2 separate regions of the Mus musculus genome follow, and region 2 is linked to region 1. Evidence: chromatin contacts called from public promoter capture Hi-C data. All regions are on one chromosome and are shown on one strand. The core of a region is the stretch at or near the end of the contact, and the rest is flanking DNA. Distances in the headings are between cores, read along the strand shown.

Evidence for each region. Promoter capture Hi-C pulls out the DNA fragments that hold promoters and counts their contacts.
Region 2: a contact with region 1 is called in a promoter capture Hi-C map of pre-B cells, with 7 times the contacts expected there. The contact joins the enhancer-like site here to the promoter of Sec22b in region 1. A contact is called at or near these places in 14 of 39 promoter capture datasets (the 3T3-L1 cell line, the C10 cell line, the HPC-7 cell line and 8 more), 1 of 484 Hi-C or Micro-C datasets (pre-B cells), 3 of 115 datasets of contacts at active chromatin or transcription factors (astrocytes, large pre-B cells and pro-B cells) and 2 of 9 other capture datasets (embryonic stem cells and liver).

Annotation. Positions count from the first base shown.
Region 1 is chr3:97,896,994-97,904,347 of GRCm38.p6, forward strand. Sec22b (SEC22 homolog B, vesicle trafficking protein) reads left to right here and starts at 4,234. Exons shown (of 5, transcript NM_011342.4): 1 at 4,234-4,427. The coding sequence starts at 4,353.
Region 2 is chr3:98,425,326-98,432,318 of GRCm38.p6, forward strand. Zfp697 (zinc finger protein 697) reads left to right here. Exons shown (of 3, transcript NM_172863.4): 2 at 1-175; 3 at 1,837-6,624. The coding sequence ends at 3,305. Among named protein-coding and RNA genes, the nearest start is that of Gm4450, 28 kb to the right of the region's middle. Within about 2 kb of position 4,031, at least 30 of the 459 cell types and tissues checked have an H3K27ac peak or open chromatin away from gene starts, as enhancers often do. A contact at or near this core is called in pre-B cells and pro-B cells, where this site is marked.

The DNA of each region.
Region 1 (7,354 bases), core at 2,984-5,483:
CCTAAGAGCTAACTCTTTCTTTCTTCTTAAGATTTATTTATTTATTTATTTATTTATTTATTGAATGTATATGAGTACACTGTAGCTGTCTTCAGACACACCAGCAGAGGGCATCAGATCCCATTACAGATGGTTGTGAGCCACCAAGTGGTTGCTGAAATTGAACTCGGAACCTCTGGAAAAGCAGTCAGTGCTCTTACCCACTGAGCCATTTCTTCAGCCCCCAGCTAACACTTTCTTTACACTGTTTAGAGGCTTGTTGTGCAAAAGGTATGTTTGTTTGCTTGTTTGCTTGTTTTTAAGTTGAAGTTCAACCTTTCTTTGGGGGTCTGCCAAAACCTCTATCTTTTTCACCCCAAGAGATGAGTGGCCTGGCCCTGCTTTCTACCTTGTTTCCCTGACAAAGCAAAGAAACCAGGTAGACACCACAGCTATCTTCTAGAAGGCAAAGGGCAGTTTTGCTATGGTCCATTATCTGAACCATGCTATTGAACGTGGCAGTGATTTTAAACAGGGGCTCCCACCTGGCTTATAGCACATGCTTCGTTTCTTTTGCCATTTCCACTTCAGTGACTGGAGGGAGTGTGTAAGTGAGATTGTAAGGAGCTTTAGCCAGGGAAGATAATTCAAAGTAGCCTGTACTTAATGACCAGTCTAGATTGGTGCTGCTGCAACCCCAAACCTAAGCCATGATACACCCCCAAAGGCCCCCCCACATACACCACGCACCAACACACACACCCTGTATACCCAGAGTCTGCAATGCCTGGAGGCATCTCCAAAGGGTGAGCACAGGCCAAAAATAATAACATAATATAATATAACATAACACAATACAACACAACACAACACAACACAACACAACACAACACAACACAACTGAGTTGACTGGCATGGAAAAGGACCAATCAGAACAAAAGCTGATTTATGTAGGCCAGAATTCAACGTTCTTTTGAGGTTACATTTAGAAGTGGAGACTGAAGAGGGAGATACTCAGCCTGGGAGCCATGTACTAATCTGTAAGAAAGTGTTCCTTTTTTAAAAAGTCATGAAGAGGCACTAGTGTGTATGGGTGTGTAACATGCTGAGCTGAGTGAGTACACAACTGTCCTGCTCGCTTTGATGGCACCTGGAAATATCTGTCATTGCTCTAATCAAGTCTTTCCCAGTAGCAGTTTAATATATTATTAATTTAATTTGGGTATGTGCATTGTTCAATTGCTTGGTATGTTTCAAGAATTTTCTAGCACGGCTAGCTGTGAGTCAGTCCCCTGCCTGTCCTCATTCCCACTGCCAAGGGTCTAGAATTTGACTCATTTCATAACATTGTGTGTTGTCAGGTTTTAGGCAGGTGAAGGATAAACATGAACTTCAGCAATTTGAATATTCTCTCTCTCTCTCCCTCTCTCTCTCTCTCTCTCTCTCTCATTTTTTTTCATTCAATGTAAAATAGTCAAGGAGGGCCTTCCCTGGATCTAGCACAGAGCTGCTCATCATTACATGGTGGTGTGTTGCTCAAAGGGTCAAAGACCAAGAGCTTGAAATCACTAACAGATGTGAACAGGATAATGTGCATCGAGTTGGAAGCAAAAGTGACTCAGATTCCAGAGTTCCTAAGGTCTGAGGCGCTGATCAGATATGGTACTAGCTTTTCCCGGTTGCCCATTGAGCAACCTGAGAAGACCACACCTTCCCTTGAAATAACAATTCCAATGCCTGAGGGCACAAGAATCATGCTGTATGTTTAAAAGGAAAACCTAGGGGTGCAAGAAATGGTTGGTAGAGGGCTGGAGATGTAGCTCAGTGGATGAGTGTCTGCCTGGCTTGTGTAAGGCCTGGGTTGGCTCCTCAGCACTGGGCATGGGGTGGGGTGGGGCAGGACTTGACCCAATAAAGAAATTTTGTAACTAAAATGAACCCCAAGAAGCCTAATCAAGAGGAGTGGAATTTATCATAAAGAAACAATGATAAATGGCAAACGTTCATGAAAAGACCATAACTAACCTACTGTTTTCTGTGCTAACATAAAAATTACAAAATCTTAAAAACCATTTAAAACAAGCAATGGCATCTGAGAAACACTCAGGCAACGAGCACATAGGCCTTGGAGAAAGCTGAGAGCACAAACTGAAACAAACCTGAGAGGCAGCTTCTCTGAACACGCCTCCTACTGTATCCATAGGCTTTCCACCTGCACCCGAGCTCCCTGAAATAACGACACTGAGACTAAAATTATCTATGAATAATTATTCATAAATACTGCCCAGGCCAAAAGCTTTGGCTAACTTCTGTTAGCTCATAGGTCAATCAGCCCACTTATTCTAGTCTAAGTTCTGCCACGTGGTTAATTATCTCTACATCAGCATTCAGGCAAATCTCTTCCCTCACCTCATTTTATCCTAGAAATCTCTCTCCCCACTGGAACTCCTATTTCCTGCCTCAGCCAACAGCCAACAGTATTTTATTGGCAGGTGATGCTTCCACAAGAGAGTCTCTCTACATTCTATGCTTTGCTCTCTCTGTTCCCCGGACCCACATGGTGTAGCCTTATTGCCAATATTTATGCCATTATCCCCTATTACTAAAATTATTCTATCGGATCAAGGACAATCATTTGAGATCATGGTAGAAGACATATCTTTGTTGAGTGGAAGAAAGAAGTTAAAGATCGTGGTATCTGTAGACTATTCTAAATGTATTATGATTCTACCAAATAAGGCATTATACACTCCAAAATTGATTTCCACTCCACATTGGCTCAGGTTGCCAAATGACAGGTGTGAGCTGTGGCAAGCAAGGGAGGATGTGATTGTAAATACAAGGCCAGCATAGGTGAGTTCTAGGCCAACCAGAGCTGCATAGCAAGACACTGTCTGGAGGGGGGAATTATATATGAAAGAGGAGAGATAATATGAGAGAATGCTTATTAATCAGTAGCTAGAGCTGAACTTGAGCTCAAAGCCTGTTTACATCACTTCTAACTACATGACCTGCTTGGAAAAATCTTTGCAGTCTTCCCCAAGTATAAAGTGAGAGCCTTCAGCTAACAAATTTCACAGAGTTGTTTAGTTAAATGTTCAGATAATCATAAGACACTAAGTATTTAGCAAAGAATAGTTATTACTAATGTAATAAGTATATTTGTATAATTCCTTTCTTTCTTTCTTCCTTTCTTTCTCTCTCTCTCTCTCTCTCTCTCTCTCTCTCTCTCTCTCTCTCCCTCCCTCCCTCCCTCCCTTCCTTCCTTCCTTCCTTTTCTAAGTTTACAAAACCCCTGTACCTCCACGTTCTTCTCATTTAATATTTACAAAAACCCTCTTGAGGCCAAGAATATCCCTATCTCATTGATGAGGACACCAAAGAAGAGAGAGATGAGAACTCTTCCTTAACGGTGATTATCTAGAGGTTGCTTCAAAAGCAAGTGAAAACCAAATTACTGGAAAGCCTGGTAAGATTCCCCTTTCTATACCATGATAGAGGCAGCCAAGAACCTAGATTTGGGGAGGCTAATGATGTATGTGATCCCCCTGTACTTCTTCATTTATTAATATATGCATATATATACATATATATATGAATAAATATATATAATACTAAATATTGCTGATCTCTTTTTAAAAGTTTCATGTGTGGGGGTGGCTTACTTCCGCTCCTGCCTGTGCAGCACGTGCATGGAAAGGTTGGAGAGGCCAGAAGAAGGTGTCAGATTCCCCTGGAACTGGAGTTACTGATGGTTGTAAACCAGCATGCGGGTGCTGAGTTGAACTCCGGTCCTCTGAAAGAACAGCCAGAGTTCTTGATCCCTGGGGCGGTCTCTCCAGCTCCTATTTGCCAATCTCTTACCACAAACTGTTTAAGAACTTTGTGACAGTATAAACACCCAGGCCAGAAAAACCCTCAAGAAACGAATCTCTGCTGAGACATACACAGATTATAAAATATTATACATAAAATGCTCTGTAAAAAAAATCTGAAAATACATAGCTTTACAGTTGCTTCATACTCCATTCGTCTAAAAAGTTCGCTCTCAGTCACCTTTCAAGCCCTACTAAGCTTGAGCGCCACTCCTCTTGCAGAGACACCACTTAGTGGAAACAAAAATTCACAAATGTGGGCGGGACTTGGTCGGAGGAATGACTGCGGAACTAAAGTTCCCGGTGGTTGTGGTTCTCGGTGGGAAGCCAATTGAAAGGACCGGTAGTGGAAAGCTCTGAAGTCGTTTCCGGCCACCTCAGCGGGAAGCGGAGACGCCAGCGGCTAGCTGTTGGGGACCTCAGCCGGAGGTGTAACTGGCCGCCGCCGGAGAAGAAGGGACAGTGACTGAGGCGGCCTGGTCTCCGTAGCCAGGGAAGATGGTGCTGCTGACGATGATCGCCCGTGTGGCGGACGGCCTTCCGCTGGCCGCCTCGATGCAGGAGGACGAGCAGGTAAGCTGCTGCCGGAGCCCCGAGCTCGCCCTGCTCCCGGCTAGTGAGACCCTAGCGACCTCACAGACTCCTTCCCCCTCTTCTCGAGAGCTCTTTTACCGTTTGCTCGTGAAAAGACTACCTGTGAGAAGAAATCCTTGTGGAAGGAGTTAGAGTTATGGTGGTAACTGTTCCTCTCTACACAGAAGCCCCGGAGAAAGCTTATCCAGGTTTAATTTGATCACCCAGTTTGTGATGACTTTTTAGGGACCTTCTTAGAATTTAGGACTTTTCTTTTGGGCTGCTGTTAAGGCTGCTGACTAATATATCTGGGGAAGACCAACCCTTGGTTTCTTCACCTCGCTTTCCTGTAGCTCTTGATCCTTGACCTAGCTCGATGACATATTTTGATAGAGGATGAGGTAATATTGCCACTTACAAAGTTGTCAAGGTTCAGTAAAGTGCCTACTTTCACGGCTATGCCTGATTTTCTCCTGCTCTCATAAAGTATATTATTCAGATGAGCCCAAGAATATGATCCGGACAAAGGAGATTGGGGGCTGGGAGTCTTAGAGAACACTTCCTTTGAAAAATATTTTCCCCGTGAGGGGTATCAGTGGGGTAGAGATGGGCAGAATCTGATCAGTTGCACTGAAGTCTAATGGAGGAGAGGGACCAAAGTGGGTCTGAAATGCTACTCAATATCAGTGGGCCCCTACTCTCTGCTTTGAAATTTTTCTGAAAAAAATTCATGGATTCTTTCTTAATTTTAAACTTGGTATTTATTTGATATTGGTCTGCCAATATTGGTTTGTTTCATTGATGAGAAGTTCTCCACAGAAGTGTTTTGTTTTGTTTTTCTGGTTGTGATTTATCATTTCCCTTTATTAATTTTGATTTTAAATAATAAGCCTTTCTGAACCTTCAATGTCTGCAGAAGCATCGGTCTCAGACTCTTGTTTTACCATCATGATAGTAGACAGAACGTCACACACAGCCTCATATAGAACAGCACTGTCCTGAGAGTGCTAGGGGTGCTATTTCTCTGGCCCTCCTCATACCACCCATGTCAGAGTGTGTGCTCTTATTGCCCTTCACAGGGGCTCTTAGGCTTAAAGTCACACTGCTAACAAGTAGGGTAATGGAATGTGCCCAGGGTTGTTGGTGGTGCTGGTGCTGGTATGGTGCTTTGCTTTGCTTTGGGGGTTGGTCTGTTTTTATCAGGGACTGTTCCCATTTGGAGCTGGTTGATACTTTGTTGGGAGAGACTGTCCTGTGCCTTGTAGGGCGTCTATCCTTGGCCTCTACTTCCAGACGGCAGTAGCAAAAGTTCCTTTAGGGACAAAATCAGGCCTGGTTGAGAATTGCCAGTTTCAGTAATCAGTATTTTATTAAGTAAGCTATTGTTTTTAAAATCAGTATCAGTTTGGCTCTAGACCAGAACCTTCGTTCCTAATCATTATTCTGTACTGTCTTGTTTAAGACTTTTCAACCACGTAGTCACTTCTTACTAATGGAGAAATAACTTTTTTTTTTAGAAAATTGGGACAATTTCTAGATAGAGCTTGCCTTGAACTGACCCCACTGTCTTAGCCTTTTGAATGCTAGAGTTACAGGTGTAGACCACCACACCAAACTCAGAAATTGCATTTAAGACATAGATTATCTTGACCAAATAGTCGTATATTAAGTACTCTAATTGTCTAAGCCAAAGTAATGCATATACTTTTAACTATTTGTACTGATACAACTTGAGTTATTTTTAGATATTTACTAGGAGCCAGCCCCTGTGTAAGCTCTTAACTGCCTTATTACTGAAGATGACTGGTATTCAGCTAAGACAGGAAGGAGAGTAACATTCACATATAATATAGACAGTGTTTTATACAGTGTTGACTGCTTACCTAGTAATTTAGGCTTAGGACAGGTAGAGAAACAACCTTCTCTTTGAAATCCCAGACTTGCTAACTGATAATCTTGTCCCTTTCCTACTCTTTCTTTTCTTTTTTTCTTTTCCCTATAATGACGTTTTTCCTTTGCACTTTCTTCTATCTACCTCTCTGTTCTGTCTGAAAAGTATTGTATTTGCGCTGTGCAGCCGAGCCGCCTTGCACCCTTATCACGTCAGGGCGGTTACTATAATTCCCTGTAGAGGAAAATGGCTGCCTCTTGATTCTTGGTCCAACTGGCCTTTGACCGGCTGAGTCCATCAAGGATTTATCAATGATAAGACCTAGCTAAACATTCTTGGAAAATGCTAGTGATCTTTGGCAATATTGAGGTAAGAAGTGGGCAATAATGGAAAGGGGACTCTGATGCACCTTCATGAGGTCATCCATCATCCATGATGTCCATGATGGGGTGGAACTTGGCTGTCTAATCTCTCACCCGTGCCTGTTAAGTAAACTTGGTATACTCATTGGTTTGTAAAACAAAAACAAAACTGAAACATTCTTAGAAAGGTGAAGGGTGATATTTGATAGCACTAGTTGTCCACTAGGCCTAGGCAAGATGGGAAAAGTCCTGAGGTTCTGAGGAAAGCATTGTCTTGTACCTTTTGTAATATAGAGGTGGATAATCTTGTTTGCCTCATGGCCAATCCAGCTGTTCTCCCTCTCTTCGTTATTGGATCACTAACATATCCTGTGGAGTGGACCGAGGTTTGCTCTCTGTGTGAAGTGGAAAGCACAAGCAGGGCATCTAAGTATTTTTGCTGAGCTAAGGGACTGTGAGCCCTTTGTGACTTTGACATTGAAAGCTGTGTCTGTCTGTAAAGCACTGGTTAGGTTGTTTTTGTCGGATCTTCCTTAGTTCTCACACAGCTCCGTGAGCTTTTCCTGTGAATTACATGATTGACAAGACTTTGTTTAGAAGGTGGATCTACTGTTGAAACACTTTTAATCATGGAAGTGGAATGTCACAGTGCTTGAAGAGGGGCTATATGTGGT
Region 2 (6,993 bases), core at 2,781-5,280, 530 kb after region 1:
GACTTGGAGAACTCTGAGGACCGAGAAGGGGACCCAGAAGAAAGAGGAATGGGCTCTAATCCATGGGACACAGAAGATAGAGGCCACCTGGAGCAGGAAGTGGACTCCAACCCACAGGATGATGATCTAAGAGGGGACTCACGAGAGAGGGACATAGCGTCCACTGTCTGTTCAGGTGAGAAGAATGAGTATCCTCTGAGGTGGCAGAACTCACATTTACATTGGATTCCACTGGCATACAACCAGGGCCAGCATCCTGGGGACCTAGGGGTGGGCTCTCCAAAAGTTGGTGCCATGAGTATTCATTCCTTTATACCATCTGCCACTGAGGCCACACTGGTAAGTATGAATAAAGGCCACTCCTAGGTGCTGCTCCTTGCTACAGATGATCACTTGTGACAACACTACAGTGGAATCGCAGCCAATACTGGGGCCTATCTCATAGATGCTGGGGGAGTACCATGATGTGTTGGATTTAAACAGTGACTTTGGACCCCAGAGAGATGGCTCAGTGGTTAGGAATGCTTACTACTCTTGCAGAAGACCTGAGTTCAGTTCTAAGCACCCATATCATTCTGCTCATAACTACCTGGAATCAGTTCCAGGGCATCCAAAGTCCTCATCTCTGCAGGTACCTGCATGTACTTGGCACACATAAACTCACGTTCATACATAATAGATGAATTTATATATGTATACACACATACACATATATTTTAAAGAGTGACTTAGCACAGTGCTGGGTGAAGTACATTGATATTTCTAGTTAAATCATCATTTCCTTCTCTAGAAGCAAATTTGGTGGTTAAGTGACCTACCTATGTCCATGAGGCTGATTACCCAAGTGCCCAAGTTCCTGGTTACCACTCTTGCTATTTCTGACCTGAAAGCAAGTTCTGGGTCTCTAGCCACTTCCCCTACCCTCGTGACCTCTCCCCCACTGAACAGAGATGGAGAGTAGAAGAGGGGGGGGGGTCCATTCTGTAGGTTCTGGGTATCAAAATTAAATTATAAAGCATGCGCGTCAGTGTAGCCCAGTGGTTCACAACCTGTGGGTCCTGACCCCTTTGTGGGCGTCTAATGACCCTTTCACAGGGGTTGGCCTGAGACCCTTGGAAAACACAGGTAATTACATTACAAGTCATAACAGAAGCATAATTACAATTATGAAGTAGCAAGGGAAGCAATTTTAGGGTTGGAGGTCACTACAGCATGAGAAATTATATATTAAAGGGTCGCAGCATCAGGAAGGTTGAGAACCAGTGCTATAGAGATGAGCTCTTTTGATTTTTTTTTTCTTAAGACTTGACTGCTTTTTGAGCACAAACTTGGTAGATGACAACACTGTTGCAATGTCAAAGGTTGGACATGCTTGCACGTTGTTCCCAGACTGACCAAATGGTTTTGTTGTTGTTGTTTTGTTTTAGAATCTGTCTGGGACCTGATGAGTCCTACTGGTCTCATACTTTCTGTGATTAACATGACTTGTGTTTTGAGGCTCTAGCTTTAGAAAGTATGGTTGAGAATCCCCCCTCCCACCCCCGCCTCGTTTTTTTCTTCTGGAAACATATTCCCATCTGGTACAAACCTAGCCATTCGCAGGCTTCAGGTGATTCAGCTGAGCAGAAGCTGGGGTGTCTAGTAGGCGGTGTCTGCCAGGAGAGTTGGCAGTGGGGCAGAGTGCATTATCCTTTAGTCTTAGCAGGAGGAAACTGGTAGGGAAGAGGCCGAGTAAAAAGTAGGGGTAAGGGGGCTGGGGGAGGGGCATTACTCCTTTGGCTCACCCTCCTGGCACATCAGGTCTAGTTGACCCCATTGCCAACTTGTCTGTTGCAGAGGGGCGGCTGAGTGAGGAAGAAAGGGCTATCCTCCGTGAGGAAGAGGACGACCAGCCTGGTGTGGCTGACATGGCTCTGTTCCCAGGACTGTCAGAATCTGACAGCATATCCCGGAGTCCGCGGGGAGAGGAAGATGAAGAGGAGGAAGACGAAGAAGAGGAAAGCGCTGGGGAGAACCGCTTGATAGAGGAGGAAGATCCATTGCCTACTCCCGTGCTTCCTTGGAGGCGTCACCTCTCCCTGGGCGGTCGACACCGGGGTGACAAGCCTGCTCACCGCCGCTTCCACCGGCTCCATCACCCCATGGCCATGGACCTCGGGGAACTAGACAGCCTGATGGCCAGTATCATGGACGCGCCCACCATCTGCCCAGACTGCGGGGAGAGCTTTAGCCCGGGCGCCGCATTCCTGCAGCACCAGCGCATCCACCGCCTGGCAGAGGCCGCCGCCGTGGCCAGCTTGGAGCCCTTCGGTTTGGCCGGCGAGTGCGGAGGAGTGGTGGGGATGATGGGCATGGGTATGGGCGTGGGCATGGGCGTGGCCGGCGGCTTCGGGGCGGGGCCCACGCTGGCCCGGCCCCCTCGCGAAAAGCCCTTCCGCTGCGGGGAGTGCGGCAAAGGCTTCAGCCGCAACACCTACCTGACCAACCACCTGCGGCTGCACACGGGCGAGCGGCCCAACCTGTGCGCCGACTGCGGCAAGAGCTTCAGCTGGCGCGCCGACCTGCTCAAGCACCGGCGCCTGCACACGGGCGAGAAGCCCTACCCGTGCCCGGAGTGCGGCGAAGCCTTCAGCCTCAGCTCGCACTTGCTCAGCCACCGGCGCGCGCACGCGGCGGCGGGCGGCGGCGCGGGCTCGGCGGGCTCGGCGGCGGCGCTGCGGCCCTTCGCATGCGGGGAGTGCGGCAAGGGGTTCGTGCGCCGCTCGCATCTGGCCAATCACCAGCGCATCCACACCGGCGAGAAGCCGCACGGCTGCGGCGAGTGCGGCAAGCGCTTCAGCTGGCGCTCGGACCTGGTGAAGCACCAGCGCGTGCACACGGGCGAGAAGCCCTACATGTGCTCCGAGTGCGGCGAGACCTTCAGCGTGAGCTCGCACCTCTTCACGCACAAGCGCACGCACTCGGGCGAGCGGCCCTACGTGTGCCGGGAGTGTGGCAAGGGCTTCGGCCGCAACTCGCACCTCGTCAACCACCTGCGCGTGCACACCGGCGAGAAGCCCTTCGGCTGCGGCCAGTGCGAGAAGCGCTTCAGCGACTTCTCCACGCTCACGCAGCACCAGCGCACGCACACCGGCGAGAAGCCCTACACATGTCTCGAGTGCGGCAAGAGCTTCATCCAGAGCTCCCACCTCATCCGCCACCGGCGCATCCACACCGGCAACAAGCCTCACAAATGCGCGGGCTGTGGCAAGGGCTTCCGCTACAAGACGCACCTTGCACAGCACCAGAAGTTGCACTTGTGTTAGGGAGGGCATCCGAATGAGGCGGCGGTGGGAGTCGTCTGGCTACTGATCTGTAGATGTTGGGGAAGGGGCAGGAGGGACAGTCTGAGAGTGTCTGGGGGAGCCTTTTGGTGTTTGCCACCCCACCCCCCAGGAGATGGTTAATAAGAGTTGTTACTTCGAGGTGCCTACCTCCACCTTCAAAGTAACTCTTAGAAGATGTGCTTGACTTGATAGCTTACTTAAATACACACTGCGAAGAGTGAAAAGCTTGGAAAAGCAGAGTTGGGAGGACCCCGAGGAAAGGCATTTGGGGCTGTGTAGAGAGGCTTGGACTGTGTGAGAACTGAGATAGGTGATTTGTTTAGAGTTACAGGCGTACAACAAAAAGCGGGTAGAAATAAGAATGTCACACTCCCGGGGCATGGTAAGCCTGAGTTTGCCCTAACACCTCACTTATCAGCTCTATTACGACCCTTCTCATCCCTATAGAAGAGGTTGCTAAGTATCCACTTCCCTTTCTATGAGCCCCAGCTGCTATTTTGAGACATCCTGGGGAAATCGAGCAGAAAAACTGCACAGTTATGTCAAAGGGCAAAAGTTTAGAAATCCACATACATTGGTTCTTAGATCTCTTAGGAAATCCTGCACCGGTTTCTTCGCTAATTCTTGAAACTGCTCAAGCTTCATGTAGGGTCAGGGGTGCCTAGGGATGGCCCCATCTGCTATGTAAATTAGGACTTGCCTGCCAGGTCTCAGCTGTCAGTGGAGAGTAGGTTTCAGGAAACCGGTAGACTGTCAGCAGCTGCCTCAGAAACTGTTCACAAAAGTCAACTAGCTGGCTCAGTTTTGCTGGCTTTGTGTAGATTTGTGTAGAGCAGGAAAGCCAAGTTCACAGGTTGGGGTGCCTTCATTTGCATGCGTGTGCCCTGACCCCAAGAACCCCCAAATTACTCACAAATTAATGAGAGATGTGATCCAAACAGGATTTTCGTCCCTGCCCCATCCCCGACCCCCCACCTCCGACCCCCATATATAAGAGGCACACATGTCCACGTGGAGGGCACAGTCAGGGAGAGTTGGAAATGCAAAATTGCCAAATAGCACAAACAGTGAATGTTTTCCAGTTATACGAGATGCCAAAATAGCACTTTTGTATTTAACAGAGTGCTTTATGCTTTTTAATGACTGTTAGTGTTTCTCACATGCCTGTGAGATACATCAGCATTGCAAACTGTGACTGGGGAAAGTCTGGGGGAGGAGTGTGGTAAGCCTTTCAGAGAAAGGCCCAGGGCAATGAATGGTGGAGCCTGCCCTTTTGTGTTCCAAGCTCGGTTGCGAGGATGACTTACGTGCTCTGATTTATATCATAAAGCAAGAAGACTGAGCATTCTTACACTTGATGGAAAAATTAAAGCCTAGAAGGACCAAAGATGTCCTTATTGACAAAGCTGGCCTTTGTCACCTGATTCCAGTATTCTCACTGTCTTCTATTTCTAGTAGGGAGCTGGAGTCAAATAACTTGTATAGATTTTGGTTACCTACCCTTAAGTTCCCTCCCGTAGATTAGCCTTTAGAAGTCAGTGTGGTGGCCGGCAGTGAAGTTTTCTTCACTAACATTTATTACCCTAGATTATTCATGGGAATCTGGAACTGTTGGACACAGTTGAAAGTGTGGTGGGGAAACCATACAATTGTTTTTACAGTTTTAGCCAAGTTTCTGTGAATGCTAGAGATTTATACTTGATTATTTGTATTTTCATAATGAGCTTCTTTGGGGACTCTAAAGAAGCATTTTTGTTTTTTTTATTTTTTATTTTTTTATTTTTCATTCTAGGGACACTAAAAAAGAAATCTGGGGAACATCCGGGCTTTTGTATATTACCTGCTGATCTTGTACACTTAATCTGTTTACTGTTGTTCACAGATGAAAACAGATACGCTAGGGCTAGTTTTGAAAAACACTAATTCTCTTCAGTCTTCTTTAGTGAAGACTTACACTTGCAAAGTCTGTGCCGCCTATTCTGACTCATGCTGTCTAGGTGCCCAGTGTATGAGAGCCACTTAAAACAACGCAGCCAATTTGTAAGCAGTCTTCATTCTCCCTCTCTCCCTCCCCTCCCCCTCTCTGTTTTTCTCTCTCCAAGGATTCTTTCCATAGCCCTGGCTGTCCTGAAACTCATCCTGTAGAGCAGGCTGGCCTTGAACTCACAGAGCTCCACCTGCCCCTGCCTCTGATCCAGAGTGCTGGGGTTACAGGTGACCCCAACCATAACCAGTTCATTTTTTTCCTTTTTTTTTTTTGAAATGCACATCTACCTCTTCCCTGTTTTAAGTTCTCTCAAGAGTTTGCCAATGAAATGTAATCCAACTTTTGATTCTTCATATATATTTTTAACCACTTTATGGGCTTTTTGTTTTGCTTTGGCCCTTTGCTGCCATTATTACACACAGGAGAGCCATTATCAAATGTTTTACAGAACAGCAGCGTTAGAGAGTGGGTTTGGTGGGTTGTGGATAACCAAGATGGCGTGAAGTAATGGCAGTAGAAACCCATGGACTTCTCTTGTTCTTTCTATCGCTGTGGATAAGAGAATCAGCTACTGTGTTATTCCTTATCTGAGCCAAACCCCTTAGCAGAAGAAACTGTCCAGCCACACCGAGTGCTCGAATGGTGTATTTACAATGTGATTCTAGTCTCTTCTTCAGGGAACATGCCTGCATTACATGAAATTCCATGCGCCCAGCTGGTTATTTCTTGTCTTCCATCTTAGAAGAATTGTGTTTCTTCAGGATACTCTTGTACCTGTGGTTCATGCTTGAAATGTTAAAGATTCCTTAATCCAACTTATACCGGGTTGGAGGCACTTGTACTATTTATTTCCTGGGAAATTTTGGTCAAAAGCCAGCTTCTTTTGCTGTCTTTAATAAGAAAAACTTGAAGTTTAGGAGCTTAAAAGACTTAGCCTGAGGCAGAAGGAGGTGAGCACTTAATCCTTTGAGCCATGCGGTCTCTTTTACAGTCTAGAAACTGTACATATATGTGAAAAGGAAAAAAAACCCTATATATATATATTATATATAAAACAATGTTCATAGACAATCTGAACTATGTTTCTGATGTGTGCACACTTTCCATTTTAGTGCTATTTTACATCTGTTCGTTAAAGTATTAAGTAATTTAATGACCCCAAGAGTACCAGATTCTGTGAGTGTGGTTGTATACGTAAGAACTGCCCTGTTTGGAGGTTATTTTATTTAATGGTGGTTCCTTGGACAGCATCCTGGCATCCAGCAACCAATATGAGCTATTTGTCATTAAATCCCTACCAGTCTTTTATCATATCCTCCTTCTTTATTATGTGTCATACACTTGACTCTCTGTAAGTGAAATTTTACTGGAATGCAGTTTCACCTACACTGTCCACACAAACTGACTGCGGAGACGTTCATGCACAGTTGAATAATTGTGACAGAAATCACAAGGACCATAATCCTAAAATATTTCCTATCACACTTTTAAAAGTACAATCTAGAGGGGGTGCAGTTGGCATGGTACAAGAGGCTGCTAAGGGATGAATGCCAGTGTGAGACTAGCCTGGTCTAAGTAGTAAGACACTGATTCAAAACCACTGATTCGCTTAATCAGTATATGTATGTATGCACACATGTATGTCCTAGCTTAATTAGTACATGTATGTATGCACACATG